2 separate regions of the Mus musculus genome follow, and region 2 is linked to region 1. A link is a contact called in public HiChIP or PLAC-seq data. All regions are on one chromosome and are shown on one strand. The core of a region is the stretch at or near the end of the contact, and the rest is flanking DNA. Distances in the headings are between cores, read along the strand shown. Region 1 overlaps B4galt5 (UDP-Gal:betaGlcNAc beta 1,4-galactosyltransferase, polypeptide 5). Region 2 overlaps Gm32845 (a long non-coding RNA gene).

What was found. HiChIP or PLAC-seq counts read pairs in DNA pulled down with a chosen protein or histone mark.
Region 2: a contact with region 1 is called in an HNF4G HiChIP or PLAC-seq map of pancreatic cancer cells. The contact joins two enhancer-like sites. A contact is called at or near these places in 2 of 115 datasets of contacts at active chromatin or transcription factors (microglia and pancreatic cancer cells).

What each region holds. Positions count from the first base shown.
Region 1 is chr2:167,315,503-167,322,386 of GRCm38.p6, forward strand. All of the region lies in intron 1 of B4galt5 (UDP-Gal:betaGlcNAc beta 1,4-galactosyltransferase, polypeptide 5), which reads right to left. Among named protein-coding and RNA genes, the nearest start is that of B4galt5, 30 kb to the right of the region's middle. Within about 2 kb of position 3,724, at least 128 of the 459 cell types and tissues checked have an H3K27ac peak or open chromatin away from gene starts, as enhancers often do. A contact at or near this core is called in pancreatic cancer cells, where this site is marked.
Region 2 is chr2:167,865,516-167,872,524 of GRCm38.p6, forward strand. Gm32845 (a long non-coding RNA gene) reads left to right here. Exons shown (of 8, transcript XR_375289.3): 8 at 1,370-2,466. All of the region lies in intron 1 of Gm33033 (a long non-coding RNA gene), which reads right to left. Gm32928 (a long non-coding RNA gene) reads right to left here. Exons shown (of 3, transcript XR_375290.3): 2 at 6,042-6,197; 3 at 5,445-5,826. Among named protein-coding and RNA genes, the nearest start is that of Gm32928, 4.1 kb to the right of the region's middle. Within about 2 kb of position 1,451, at least 68 of the 459 cell types and tissues checked have an H3K27ac peak or open chromatin away from gene starts, as enhancers often do. A contact at or near this core is called in pancreatic cancer cells, where this site is marked.

The DNA of each region.
Region 1 (6,884 bases), core at 2,474-4,973:
CTTATTTTTAAGGACAAGGACTCTAACTGAACCCGGTGCTCAGCAGTTGTGTCGGCTGGCCAGCCAGTGAGCTCTGGGAGATCAATTCCGGTCTCTGCCAGCTGAGTGCTGGGATTTCAGGGCCACACCAACCACACCCAGCCTTTATGCGGGTGCTGAATTAAGGTCCTCACTCTTGCAACAAGGTGCTTTATCCAGGGAGCATCTCCCCAGACAGCCCTGCTTTTTGGTTCTTTTGAGACAGGGTCTCCCTAAAAACTCAGGCTGACCTTAAACTGGCTGTGTAGTTCAGGCTGGCCTTAAACTCACAACCCTCCAGCCCCAGCCCTAACACTGAGATTTTAGGTGTGTGCCACCCTCCCCAACTACAGTTGTTTTGTTTTTCCTTTTCCTTTTTGTTTTTTATTTTTCTCTTACATGAAAGCCCTGCTGTTGTGCTGTCACAAGGGAACCCTGTGGCTTCCATGAAACAGTTATCAGGACGAGCCAGACAGTGTTCCCGTCCTACACAAAACTAGATGGAGCTTTCTAGACTTAGCTGATTCACTACTGCTACAAGTGATCCATGGTGGTCTCCTCTCTGACATATAAATCTCAAGAAACCTTCAAATGCAGTCAGCACAGAGTTCTCGAGGAAACCAATGCCAGCCTCCCTATTCTGTCGTTGTGATAGAAACCACCCTGACAAAAAAAACAGCTAGGGTAGAAAGGCTTCGCTTTGCGTACAAGCCCTGCCTGCTTACATTACAGTCCATCGCTGTAAGGAGGTCAGAGTGTGAGACAGCTAGGAGAGCAAGAAGTGGATGTGTGTGTGCTTGTTAGCTGTGTGTGTGCTTGTTAGCTGGTGCCCCGCTGACCTTGGACTCCTCTGCAGTTCAGGGTCCCCTTTTAGGCCTGGCTTTGGGGTCAAGCTGACTCTCTGGATAAAGGTGCTTTGGTGAATCTTGACCACCTGCGTCTGACGCCTGGATTCAGGTTGTAGGCGACCTGACTCTTGAGAACTTCCATCCCTCATAAGTAATACATTTCACTAAAAATTTCAATTGTCTTGCAACGTGTTATACTAATAGTTTGTGAATACTGTCTCCTGAATGAGTCCTATCATTTGACTAAGAAGTTCATGTATACACACACTCACTAAAGCTCTTCTGTTTAACCACAGGAATATGCCTAACCCTGAAAAAAATAAAAGAACAAGAAGGCAAATATTGCCAAACAAAGAGAAACAGTCACAGATCCAGACTCAGCCTGCCTAGGACCAGCACCATCTAACAAACACCATGCAGAAAGAATGATTTCCAAGAACTCAGGCAATCTGCAGTACACTGCCATCTGCAAAGAAAATTCCACTTTGGACTGGGTCCAAAATGTTCCCCAGTGATGTTCGACAAAATTTTTTACTCAACTTTCCCAGCCCCTCCAGACAACCCCACTTCCATGTGTGTCCCTCCTACATTGTCTTAACCTCCAACTCGGCTGTGCTAAGGACAGCCTCAGCTGTCCACAATGACAACACTGATGCCCATGCTGACAGTCCAGGTGCAAAGAGCAAGCTGTTCATCTGCTACCCAAAAACTGCCAACTGCAGCCCCGCCCCCCATCAGAAGGCTCCACAGCAGACAGCTCAAGGCTCCTGCTACTCCCCAAACCAGCACCTGGCCCTGCCATGTCACCAGAAACATCAACAGACTCTCTACAGAATCAGCTGGCAGAAAATCTGTTTAGGGTATTTCTGGTAATAAACCCACCAGTCCTTGGCTAGAGTCACTAGAGACCTGCTAACTATGGGTAGAGAGCAGCCATACATAGTGTATTACTAATTCATACTAAGCTTGCTGGAGGCAAAATCCCCTTAATATTATTAGAGAAGCTGCTAAGTGCCCTCCTGTCAAACACCAAGTGACTGGCAGTGACAGATTGTACAGGACCCTATAAGTATCGCACCCTTCTGTTATATGCACAAGTCACCAAGATGAACTGCATACAGAAACTTTTAAGTCATGACTAAACTTAGTCATGCAAGCCAATGTCCAGCCAGATGTGGGGCGCACACCTTTAGTCCCAGCACTTGGGAGGCAGAGGCAAGCGGATTTCTGAGTTCGAGGCCAGCCTGGTCTACAGAGTGAGTTCCAGGACAGCAAGGGCTATACAGAGAAACCCTGTCTCGAAAAACAAACAAACAAACAAACAAACAAACAAACAAGCCAATGTCCAAGCAGACACACGGACCTCCAGTCTGAACCCCTACGTCGCCCACCGACTTTATGAGAAGATATTGTCTTAACCCTCTTTCCATACCAGTGAACACGTTTTGTTTCAAATGACTTTTAGAGTGTTAGCCATGTGGTTAGTGAAGTCAGAATCTCGGAACTACAAAGCCCAGTGCTCCAGGACATAGAGTGACTTTACACTGACAAGCAGTACTTCCCACCACCGTGGTTCTGATCAACGCTGGTTGAACTGCAGTTAAAAGCCAATTTTAGCTTGAAAGCCAACTGTGAGGTGCCCAGCCCAGTCAGCAAATGCCTCCCACAGACTTTAGCCTTCTCTTGTAGAAGCGGGAGAAAGCATGGGGTTGGGGGAGGCTGAGACAGCACAGAGCAGGCATCAGTTAAGGAAGGCTGTCCAGTGTGGGATGCTAAAGTGACACTTTGCACAGATCAGTCTTGCTGATGGATGACACTAATTATTACCCGGCCCCATGCCTACACTGAGGAATCTCTTATAACCATGACACAGATAAGAAAAATAAACTCTTCCTCGAAGCTGTGGCTTACTCGGAGCATTTCCAGGCACAGAGCTGGCGTCTCCTCTTTCCTCCTGAGTTCTAATCCACCTGCAGTTGTCTCTTGCACACACAGAAAAAAAAATCCCTAACAAAACTACCAGATTGGGAAGAAAATAACGGGACATAATGAAGCCAAGAGGCAAAGAGAGATCAAGAGCAAACCCAGGCAGGAGTCTTTACTGTAGACCTGTGCACTGGTTAGTGTGCCTAGGGAGCAAGGCACAGCACAGTGGGAGCTGTCTCGGGTGTGAGCACCATGCTGAAAGCCATGGCCTTGAAGGAAGTGTCCAGGACTAGACCTCAGCGGGCCAACTAATCAATACTCAGAACAAATAAATCCCCACCCTGCAAAACACCAAGGTTCCATCCAAAGCCAACCCTGGGACCTGCTCCTTCCTGCAAAGCTGCGACAGGAAGAGCCTGTACTGCACAGTGAGTTCTGACCATTCCTGCAGAAGCAAGACAATGTTCTGCAGTTCAACCTGGTCCTCGCAGCAATAAGGCTCAGTCTTGGTCTGTGTGATGGGTAAATGGGTTAAAAATCTGTAACCTGTTTGATCTTCAAGACCTACACTCTGGAAGGCACCCGGGGTGATGTCTCTGTCACATGGGTATCACAGAGGACCAAGGCTCACATGTCGAAAGACAGTAATGTGTCACCAGTGTGTGGAATACTTTCAAAGTGCTCTGACATCTATGACTAACATCAGCTGTGTTTCTGAATAACTGAATCCCACCCTAAGCACCAGAGGTTACAGAGTCCCAGCTCTCCCTCGGCTGTCAGGGAAGACGAACTCACTGATTCTGCTTCTCCTGGCTTCCTATGGGGTCAGTGTACTTCCTGCTTCCTGCCGCACTGCTGAGTTTCCTAACGCCTGTGTGTGAGACCTCTGAGGTCACTGACTTGCAGGCTATTTGTTGCCTTTGAGTCACAGAAGCAGGAACAGAGGTCTGCCTAGGTCATCTGACCTGGCAAAGCCAGGTTTCACAGCTGGGCTGTCTCTGCAGTCCAGTTTCCCAAGTGCCCCAAACCATCCTCGTGTTATTCTCTGATATGATCTTTTTACTGTCAGGGTCACATGCTCAACTGATTCCCAGTATTCTTCAGTGCCAGGCACCAACACAATATGCCAGGAGCCATTCCGAGCACCTTCAGAGATTTACAGTTTTAAAAACTTGATGCTCAAATGAGAGTCATCGACTTAAACATTTCAAATTTCCTCACTGCACACACTGAGACAGCATAGCGACAGGTTATGACAAACATGAGTTTCTTTTTAAACAGAAGCTATAAAGCTAGAGAAAGATGGCTCAGGAGTTAGCATTCACTGAACAATCATAAGAACCAGAATTCAGATCCCAGCATCCACGCAATGAACCTGGCACTCCAGCTCCAAGGTGTGCATAGACAGGGGATCCCTGGGGCTTGCTGGCTTTGAGTCTAGCTGAGGAAACTCAAACTCTAGGTCCCTGGAGAAGAATCTGCTTCAGAGGCACAGGGGAGCACACACGGGCACACATGGGCACAGGGGAGCACACACGGGCACACACGGGCACAGGGGAGCACACACGGGCACACACGGGCACACACGGGCACAGGGGAGCACACACGGGCACACACGGGCACAGGGGAGCACACACAGGCACACCTGCACTCAAACACAGACACTTATTTTAGTATATGAGTACACTGTAGCTGTCTTCAGACACACCAAAAGAGGGCATCGGATCCCATTACAGATGGTTGTGAGCGACTATGTGGTTGCTGGGAATTGAACTCAGATCCTCCGAAAAAGGAGTCAGTGCTTTTAACTGCTGAGCCATCCCTCCAGCCCCAACAAATAAATCTTTAAAAAAAAAAAAAGTTATAAAAAGCAAGTGTGGTGGTTCAGGGCTGTAATCTCAGCAGAGACCTGAGTCAAGAGGATTGGGAATTCAAGGGTGTCATCATCTTTATAAGTGTTTGAGGCTAGCCTGGGCTACATGGGACCCTGGTTTGTTTTGTTTTTGTTTGTTTTAAAGCCATTCCTGGTAATCCATACCTTTAATCCCAGCTCTCGGGAGGCAGAGGAAGGCCACCTAAGGTTACATAGTGAGACCCCATATCAAAAACAGGTAAACAAACCAAGAAAAAGATTGATTTCTAGAAAGCAAAAATAAAAAGCTACATCTCTTTCCTCTAAAATGCAAGGAGACTTTTGGCTGCAGAATTTGCACGCACACATTATCACATCCTTTAAATGCTTTGGAGCAACAGAAAGTGTTTAAGGAAACTGGAAGTGGAATCACACAGGCCAAAGGGCGAACACAGGCTTTCATTTCAAGCTAACTGGGGAGAAACTGCCTGTTGCTCCCCAAGGCCTTCTGATCCCAGACACAAAAGCCACTTAGTTTATCGCAGGTTGTTTCCAGTCAACTTATTTCCAAATATTAGAAAATAAAATAATTAACAGCTATGCAGTGTCTTGCAAACAATCCTACAAACTTGCCAATCATTCATTTATTTATTTATTTATTTATTTATTTATTTATGTTTTTCAAGACAGGGTTTCTCTGTGTAGCCCTGGCTGTCCTGGAACTCACTTTGTAGACCAGGCTGGCCTCGAACTCAGAAATCCACCTGCCTCTGCCTCCCAAGTGCTGGGATTATAGGTGTGCGCCACCACTGCCCAGCTGCCAATCTTTTATTAAATGGCACCTGATTAGATGTGAGCATATCTGAACCCAGCTCATGGGCAGCGCAGGACAGGCAGGTAAGCCACAGCTCCCATGCTTGCCCACGCTGTTTATGAGAACAAGTTCTCTGCACATCTATATAGGTAGGAATATAAATTCTAACTGCAACTAAGAATGTTTAATTCGGAACAGCATGACACTGACCAAGCCTCACAAGTCTCCATACCAGGAACATCCCCACAGACAGTTCAGCAGAGATGCTCAAGCCTCACACCACACGCCCTGGAACCCTGGGCCAGAAGAAACTGCACACAGCCCTCAGATACTGTTAGCACCACACGTGTGTTGGTCAGCACCCATGGTGCCCTGGAAATAAATAGGAAAAGATACTGTGGGAGGTGCAGTCACCTGCAAGGCTCTGTGTGTCTGGTTTCTTGTCCACTCTCTCTCTCTCTCTCCCACAGCCTTGGTCTGTCCTGTGGTATCGGGCTCCTGCTGCTGCCTGTTCAAATGTCCTTACCTTTCCGGATGCCCTTCCATCCCATGGCTGGATCTGCTCACTCCTGTCTCTGACCTTCCCAGCTGACAGACCGACCCTGACCCTGCCTGCTTCGCGCAGAGGCATCTTGCTTGCCCGTGAGTAAGTTGCAGCCTGCCACATTGCACGTGTGCTGCGATGGGCACTGCCACTGCCAGACCTGAATGACCTCAGCTTTACAAAAGCCAACAAGGGATGCCACATTCTCAAGTGACCCCTTCAAGTCATCCTCCTTGTCCTGAAGCCCAGAAGAGCTTCCCAGAACCAGAACCATCTATAAAAATTGTAACTCGCCGGTCGGAGGTGGCGCACGCCTTTAATCCCAGCACTCGGGAGGCAGAGGCAAGCGGATTTCTGAGTTTGAGGCCAGCCTGGTCTACAAAGTGAGTTTCAGGACAGCCAGGGCTGTACAGAGAGACCCTGTCTCGAAAAACCAAAAAACAAAACCAAAAAACCGTAACTCAGTAATGACAAAGGTTCTAGCATCCCTGTCTGGAGAGCCGCAATTTCACCACATAAATAGCAGACGAGAGTAGTCTTGGCACTTGGGATGTACCAGAAAGTTAAGGCTACTGTGTGGGACCCTGTCTCAAAACAAAACAAAACAAAACAAAACAAAACAAAACAAAACAAAACAAAACTTCCTAAGGGAACTGGTGCAGGCACAGAGAAGTCTAGGCTGAGGTGACTCGGCAGCCCAGCACATTCATCCTGGACAGCTTAAACACCGGCGCGGGGCCGGTGAGATGGCTCAGTGTGTGAGGCTGTTTGCTGCCAGCCTGCCACCGAGCTGTGTCTCTGGGACCCACATGACCTTCATGTATGTGCCATGGTAGCCACACATCCTCAGATACAAGAACACACAAACAAAATGACAAATGT
Region 2 (7,009 bases), core at 201-2,700, 550 kb after region 1:
TCACAAGGCCCAAGGTACAGCCACTAGTAAAGGTAAGGAGAGAAAGAGAGAGAGAGAGAGAGAGAGAGAGAGAGAGAGAGAGAGAGAACTAGAAAGGAGGGGAGAGCCAAGCAGGGGAGGAGAAGAAGAAGGAGACAGGATACAGCTGGATTTGACTTACAGATTAACAAGAAATGACTTCTTTGTCTATGTGCCCAAACAATGCTTGTGACTGACTCAGCCTGTTTTCTCTGGGGATCTGGTCCTGCATAGACAGAGACACACTAGAGCGTGTAAGTCTATGCTCAGCAACTCATCTAGGGGTGCTGCGTGCAAATCCCTCAGGAACCAGCCCTGGAGTCCAGGTCTTCCATACCAGCTGCATCACCAGGGCTAGCGAACAGTCTTCTCTGGGCTTCACACTTAGATGTCCATCTTAGATAGTGACAAGTGGCAGACTTGGGGAGCTCTGGGCAGAGCCTGGAGCTGTGTGTCTGATGAAGGGAAGAGCTTGCCAGTCATCTCCTGCGACCTGGCTCTAGCCAGTGAGACCACAAGAAGCCCTTCTGGGATTCATACTCTGAGAAGACCATGTCTCTTAAGGGCCAGGCAGTACTGTCCCCAATCTTCATTTTTGCCTTAGGCATCATAAGAATGTAGTGTTAGAATCTAGTGTGAGAGTCCAGCCTGGACACACCTGCAGTGGCTCCTCCCATTTCACAGACACCCACTGAGGCACTGTCTGGGAGTCAGTCCCTAGCCAGCAGACACCCCAGGGCCAGGACTTCCACCTGGGAAGTGAGTTTACATCAAGGGTATTGGTGTCCACGCATGAACTTGCACCCCATCCCTTGCCTCCTGTCTAGGAATCAGAGAACCTGGCTGTGGGCTTGTGCCAGATACAGAAATTTGACTGTCTCCCAGCAACCATGGTGGGGAATGGCACATCCACATCTGACCATTGCAAAATATTAAAGCAAATCCACCCTGGGCCCAATGTCATGGGCCATCCAGGATGACACTGCCTCCCTGGGGGACACTTGGTAGTGATGGAGTGTTCACTGACGGCCCTATTTAGGAAAGGACACCAGGACAAATATGCCTCTTCCTGTGCCCAGAACAGCGGAGAAAGATCGGGCCCAGCCTGCCAACAGGGTTGTGTCTGGCAGTGTCTGTGACCCTAGGGAGGCAGGGAGTCTGCTGGGCTCTAGGAGAAGTGTGACCCCCCCACCCATGCTAGGAAGTCTTTTACTTGCCCTCTGTCCCCTCAGCCACGTTTCCATCTGGGGACCGCCTACCTTGCCCATCTCTGAAGTAAACAGCCACATCCGCCCATCCCAAGGTGGTATAGGACACACTTCCAGGATGTCATACTCTGTCTGTCCCCCAGCCAGGCCCGTTTCCATGTGGTGGGTGCATTGCACAGTACCATCCGCCCCCAGGCGGTTCCAGCTGGAAGCCAGACAGGCCTTTTGCTCCTGGAATGCGGGACCCACGCCAAGCTGTGGAGAGGGCCGGCTGATAACGGAGTGCTGACCACTGCAGACTGCTTCCTAGAGAAATGCCTTCACCTCTTCTGCCCAAGTTCCCAGGATGTGGCAAGCCCCAAGATTCCTGGGTCAGTGGGGCAAATTTCCAGAATCTTCCATCCCAGCCTCACATATTCCCAAGAAAGTGTAACAAAAGCTTCCTGGCTGGGGAGTTCTGGGAGTCGATTAAAAAATGCAAGAGGGTATGCTGGCCACACTAAAGTGCTCTTTCTCTCTGGGTCCTCTTCTTGAGGGAAAATTGTTTGTTTACCCAGGGATGGTTATGCCCGCAGCCGTGGCTGCTCTATCCCTCCACCCACCAGCCCTGTGCCAGCACCTCATGGCCGTCAGTCACCAGCACATCTGTCTCTTTGCTCTGAGGGCCACACAAGACACACAGGAAGTGACTGAGCATCTGTGCCTTCAACAGCCATCTTCCTCACATTAATGAGCTGGGCAGGAGCTCACTACATCTCTCTGTCCCTCTTCCCGATATGACCACACTGAATAAGGCTCTTTTTCTATTTTCTACTTTAAAACTGGCTGAGACCGGTGGCTGAACCTAAGTTGAGGCAAAGGTTGTGAGCCCCAAGTTCGGTAATACCTAGGGGTTTGATGGAGCCTGGGTCTGTCCCATCCAGTCCCTGCTGCCTGGTGAGAATGTCTTGGAGGTTGTTTTGTGTTGTGTACGGGGACCAGGAACTCTCTGTGGGATTCAGTGGCCACTGGGCAGTGCCAGCTCTAGAATGGCCCTGCGAGGGCTGCCTTCCCCCATTAGCCTCGTGTCCCCATCCTTAACTTTCTGGTGACAGCCTCAGTCCCAGGTTGAGACCCAGGATTTTGTAGGTCAGATAGATGTGGCTGTCCCCACCCCATCCCCAAATGCCCAGGACTCAGAAGTTGGACAACACCAGACTTCAGGGAGACACTGGGCCCTGTGTTGAAGCCTCTACACCGCCCTGCCCTCTGTTCTCAAGAATCTACATCAGCGGTTCTCAACCTTCCTAATGCCGCGACCCTTTAACACAGTTCCTCATGTGGTGGTGACCCCCCACCATAACATTATTCTTGTTGCTACTTCATAACTGTAATTTTGCTACTGGTATGAATCATAAAGCAAATACCTGTATTTTTTTGATGGTCTTAGATGGCCCTTGTGAAGGAATCATTCACCTTTCAAAAGGGTCCCGGGACCACAGGACAAGAGCCACCCCCCTTATATGAGCTGTCTCCTGAGCTCCAGACCCCACTCACAGCTTCCCCAGGGCTTTGTGTTTCCTCCTCCAATCTGCTACCCAGGGCCCTGTGTGTTCAGACATCTCCCTGGGTGCCTGTTGCCCATCCCCGGCTGGGCATTCCCTCACTGTCCTTCCCCTGTGTGCATTGAATAGCACAAATCAGTAGGAAGCCAACGTGCTGCTGAACGATCTTGGGCTAAGAGCTAGGGTAGGGGGATGAGCTATTACTTTCGAACCCTGAACAAAACCTAGAGCAATCCCGGCTTCTATGGGCGTGTTGGAAAGTCCATGACATGTCTAAGCAGTAGGAAAGACTAGGGGCTGATTAGGACGCCTTGCTGGGACCCAGCTGTGCCTTGGTACTCAGGGAAGCCTTCCCTGAGGAGGTTATGCTGCAGCTGACGTATGAGAAGAGATGGAGAGAGATGGGAAGAAGAGATGGGAGACGAGGGACCTCGCGTGCCAGTACCAGAGGGGTTTCGAGAGGATGCAGCAGGGGGTGAAGGGGGGCAAGCCAGTCTGACCCCAGGCGCTCCTCACTCATTTTGGACCTACTGTGTGCTGGGCTCACAGGCAGCTTGCTGTCCCATGGAGCCCCAGCTAGAGGGTAGGACAGTTGCCAAGCAGAGAGGGAACAGATGTTGATGCCCAAAGACTGACAAGCATCAGCATATCTCTGCCGACTGGAACTGCACACAGCTGGCTCCCCAAGAACCGAGGTAAATGCTGTGTGGAGATACACATTCAACACACAAATGCACATACACGTACATATACACATGCATGCGTGTACACACACAGCATAAGCATTGCATGCATGTGTGCATATATACATGCACGCACATGTGTGCACATGCACACAAACACACACAAAAATGAATAATTCCTTGAACTGCATACAAGACAGGTATGAAGGAGCCAGGTGTATCAACTCAACGCCTTGGAGGCCGAGGTAGAAGGGTTGTGAGCTTGGGACCAGCCTGGGCCTGGCTCTCCAAAATCAAATTTCCCTGTCCTGTGATCCTGTTGGTCACCCTCCATGCTGAGGTCACCTTCCACGCAGGCAGAGTGGTAGTCTCCCGGAAGCAAGGAGCTGGGCTAGGCCATGTCACTCACATGAATATTCCCTACCCCTATAACCTCTTTCTCCTTTGCCCAGAGCCTGGCAGGCACAAGGCTCTAGTGGGCTCTGTGTAAAGGATCAACACGTGTCAACCCCTCTGTCCACCCAACCCCTTCTCCAGCCTCTAGACCTCAGCACACACCTCTCCATCCCAACTCTCTGGGATGATCCCTGGGGACACTGTCCCCTCCCCCATGCAGCCTTTCCAGTTGTCTGGCCCTGCCTGTCCCATGCAAGTGTCTGTGACCAACACCTCCTCGGGGACCGCTTCCTCCTGCTCTATTACTCCCAGAAGCTGGAGTCAGGGGCAGCGCAGCACCAAGGAGCCTGAGGTCCTCCTGACTCCCCAGAGAAGCCCAGCTCTGCTTCCAACTCTGGTTCCTAGCCCCTTCTTAAGTGCAACCGAGACCTTGCCACAGTCGCACAGGGGCTGAGAGGCAGTGGCTGCTGGTGTTGCCCCCAGGGCCGTGAGGGACGGGGGGGAGGCACTACATCCTAGAAGTCAGCTGATAATGAGGGCTGGAGAATGGAGGGTCTGGGGAACAGCCAGGTCTGAGCAGGAACCACAAAGGAGCAGGAGAAATGGCTGCTCTGGCTAGGAGGAGACGGGGAACTGAAGAGCTCCCACCTCAAGAGGCACTGTCTGTGGCCTTCCATGACACCTGGGGTCAGAGCCATAGGTGGCTTTAGAAACTGGACAGGAAAGGCAGCTGAGTGGATGGGGCTGACAGTGGGGACAGGTGGGAATAGGAGGAGTGAGAGCCTGGGGTGTCCCGACCTTTCTGTCCAGGACCCACAGCAGTTCGACAAGGGTGTCCCAGTTCCCAACAGGCACAAGACATCTACTTTCTGCACATGTGTCACTTTTAAAATTATGTGTGTGTGTGTGTGTGTGTGTGTGTGTGTGTGTGTGTGTGTACACATGTGAGCACAGGCGTGTGGTTTTGTTTGTTTAACCTTTGAAAAATCGATGCACGAATCTGAACAGAGGCTACAAGTGTGACAGTCACATCACAGAGGTTTGGGAATGATGCTGCTCATCCCCCAGTCCAGGTTATACCGCCAAAAACAAACAAACAAACAAACAAAAAACAAAACAAAAAAAACCAAAAAAACAAACAAACAAAAAAAAAACCCCAAAAAAACAAAAAAAAACAAAACAAAAAACAAAAAAAAAAAAAAAACGAAACGGTGATTTACTGAGTAACCTCCAGTAGGCACACTGAAATATACCAAACCCACTATCCACCCAACAATATCTGGCTCTTAATTTACCCTCTTGGCCTCACCCTAGCCATGCAAGCTTCCCCAGCCTCTCAGGGAAACAAATTGTTAAATTCATCAAGCGCCTACTATGTGCTGACCTCTGGGAAACAGTTGTCACTGAAGGTAAACTAGTCTGGGCCCGATCTCCTGCTAAAAGTTTGAGGGACCATCCCCAGGAACTATATACAGATGCAGGAGAATGATTGCCGTCCTCACTATGTGCCATCCAAACCTAGAACACGGTCTGCACACAGTAGGTTCTCAACAGGTGCTAAACACAGTACGTGTTGCCTGAATTGGCCTTCTCAAAAGTGCTGACACTCATGACCACACAGTGGCTTGTGAGTCCTGCTTGGTCTACAGATGGAGTGGCCGTCTGTGACATTGGCCAGGTATCTTCACAACACAGACAAGCTGCCAAGCCTGAGGTTTATATTGCAAATTAATCTGATCTTGGGAAAATTCTAAAGGCTTAGGGATAGGAGAAGACTTGGAAGCACTATGGGATGAGGCATGTAGGAACGCCCAGTGAGGCTCTTAGCTTCACCTGGGAAGTCAGTGCACCCTCTGGAGGAGGATGCACCTCGGCAAGGGAAAGCCAGCCAGTGGGATGAGAACACCTTCCCTGGACCAGGTAGGTCCTAGCTGGTTTGGTTTCCCGGGTCTCTTGCAGCTTTGCAGTTCTGCCACCCTGAAACAAAACAGACGTGACTGCGTCTCAATAAAACTTTATTCACAAACCCAGATGAAGGGCCACAGCTGGACCCGAAAGCCACAGCTCTGTTGGTCCCTGAGCTAACTACAGAGAGAAGGAGTTGGGCAGAAGGAGCTGCCTGTGTCTGTACAGACACCTCTCATATAAGCACAGGATCCAAATTCATTCAATCTGTATTTCAAGGCACTTACTGTGTGTGTGGCACTGCTCGTACCCTGAGCACCAGGAAGTAACCAAGATGAATGTCGTTGTGGGGGAGACAGACTCTAACCACACAGATATGAACAAACAAGTGGGATGCTCTCCGGGCTGTAGGAGGCAGGAACACATCGTGTACAGCCTGGTGACTGTAGACGAGAGTGGCTGTTATTTTAGGTCAATGTGCAAACAAACCCAGTTTTTTAAGCGCACAAGTCAAACACCACGCAGAAACAACAGAGCAACAGCAAGCAAGGAAGGCGTCTTGGACCCTATGGAAATGTCAGCCAGGCCAAGGCAACCTGGGCCACATCCCGGGAGTGGGCAGCCTGGAATGAGCTGTGTCTGCAGCCTTCCTGGCCCTGCGGCTGGACGCAGTTAATTAAGAAGATACCCACCTCACTGCGGCCCAAGGTGTCTTCTCTAATTAGCCTGAGTTTTGAGAGCTTTGAAATAGAGGATGAAAGGGAAGCTGGGGTGAGTCTCTGGTCACGGGGCAATCAGTCGGGAACTGGGCCGTGAACCCCAAGAACTTGACTCCTGCTCACACCTGCAGGCCTGTGGGAACCAATCCGGCTCTGCTACCGAGTGGAGTTTCGGGCGCCCACAGCAAAGGAGACGGGTGTGAGAATCGGGGTCCAAAATGTGTGTGATTCTCACCTTCTCCCTCCCTCCCTCCCTCCCTTCTTTCCTTTTTGGTCTGTCCCCACTCCCTCACTCCCTCAAGTTAGCCCAGGCTGGTCTAGAACCTCAGATTCTTCCACCTGGGCCCCCCAAGTGCTGGGTCACAGAAGTGTGCTTGCATACACTGCCAGGGCTTCATTCTCAGCGTTGCTGGTGCTCCCAGCCATTGCTAACTGGGAGCCAGGTGAGTGACTAAGTCCCTCTGAGGCTCTCGCTGTCTTGTTTGAAGTGGGTGACTCCTATGCTAAATGTCTGTAAGCGCATGACTCGGGGAAGA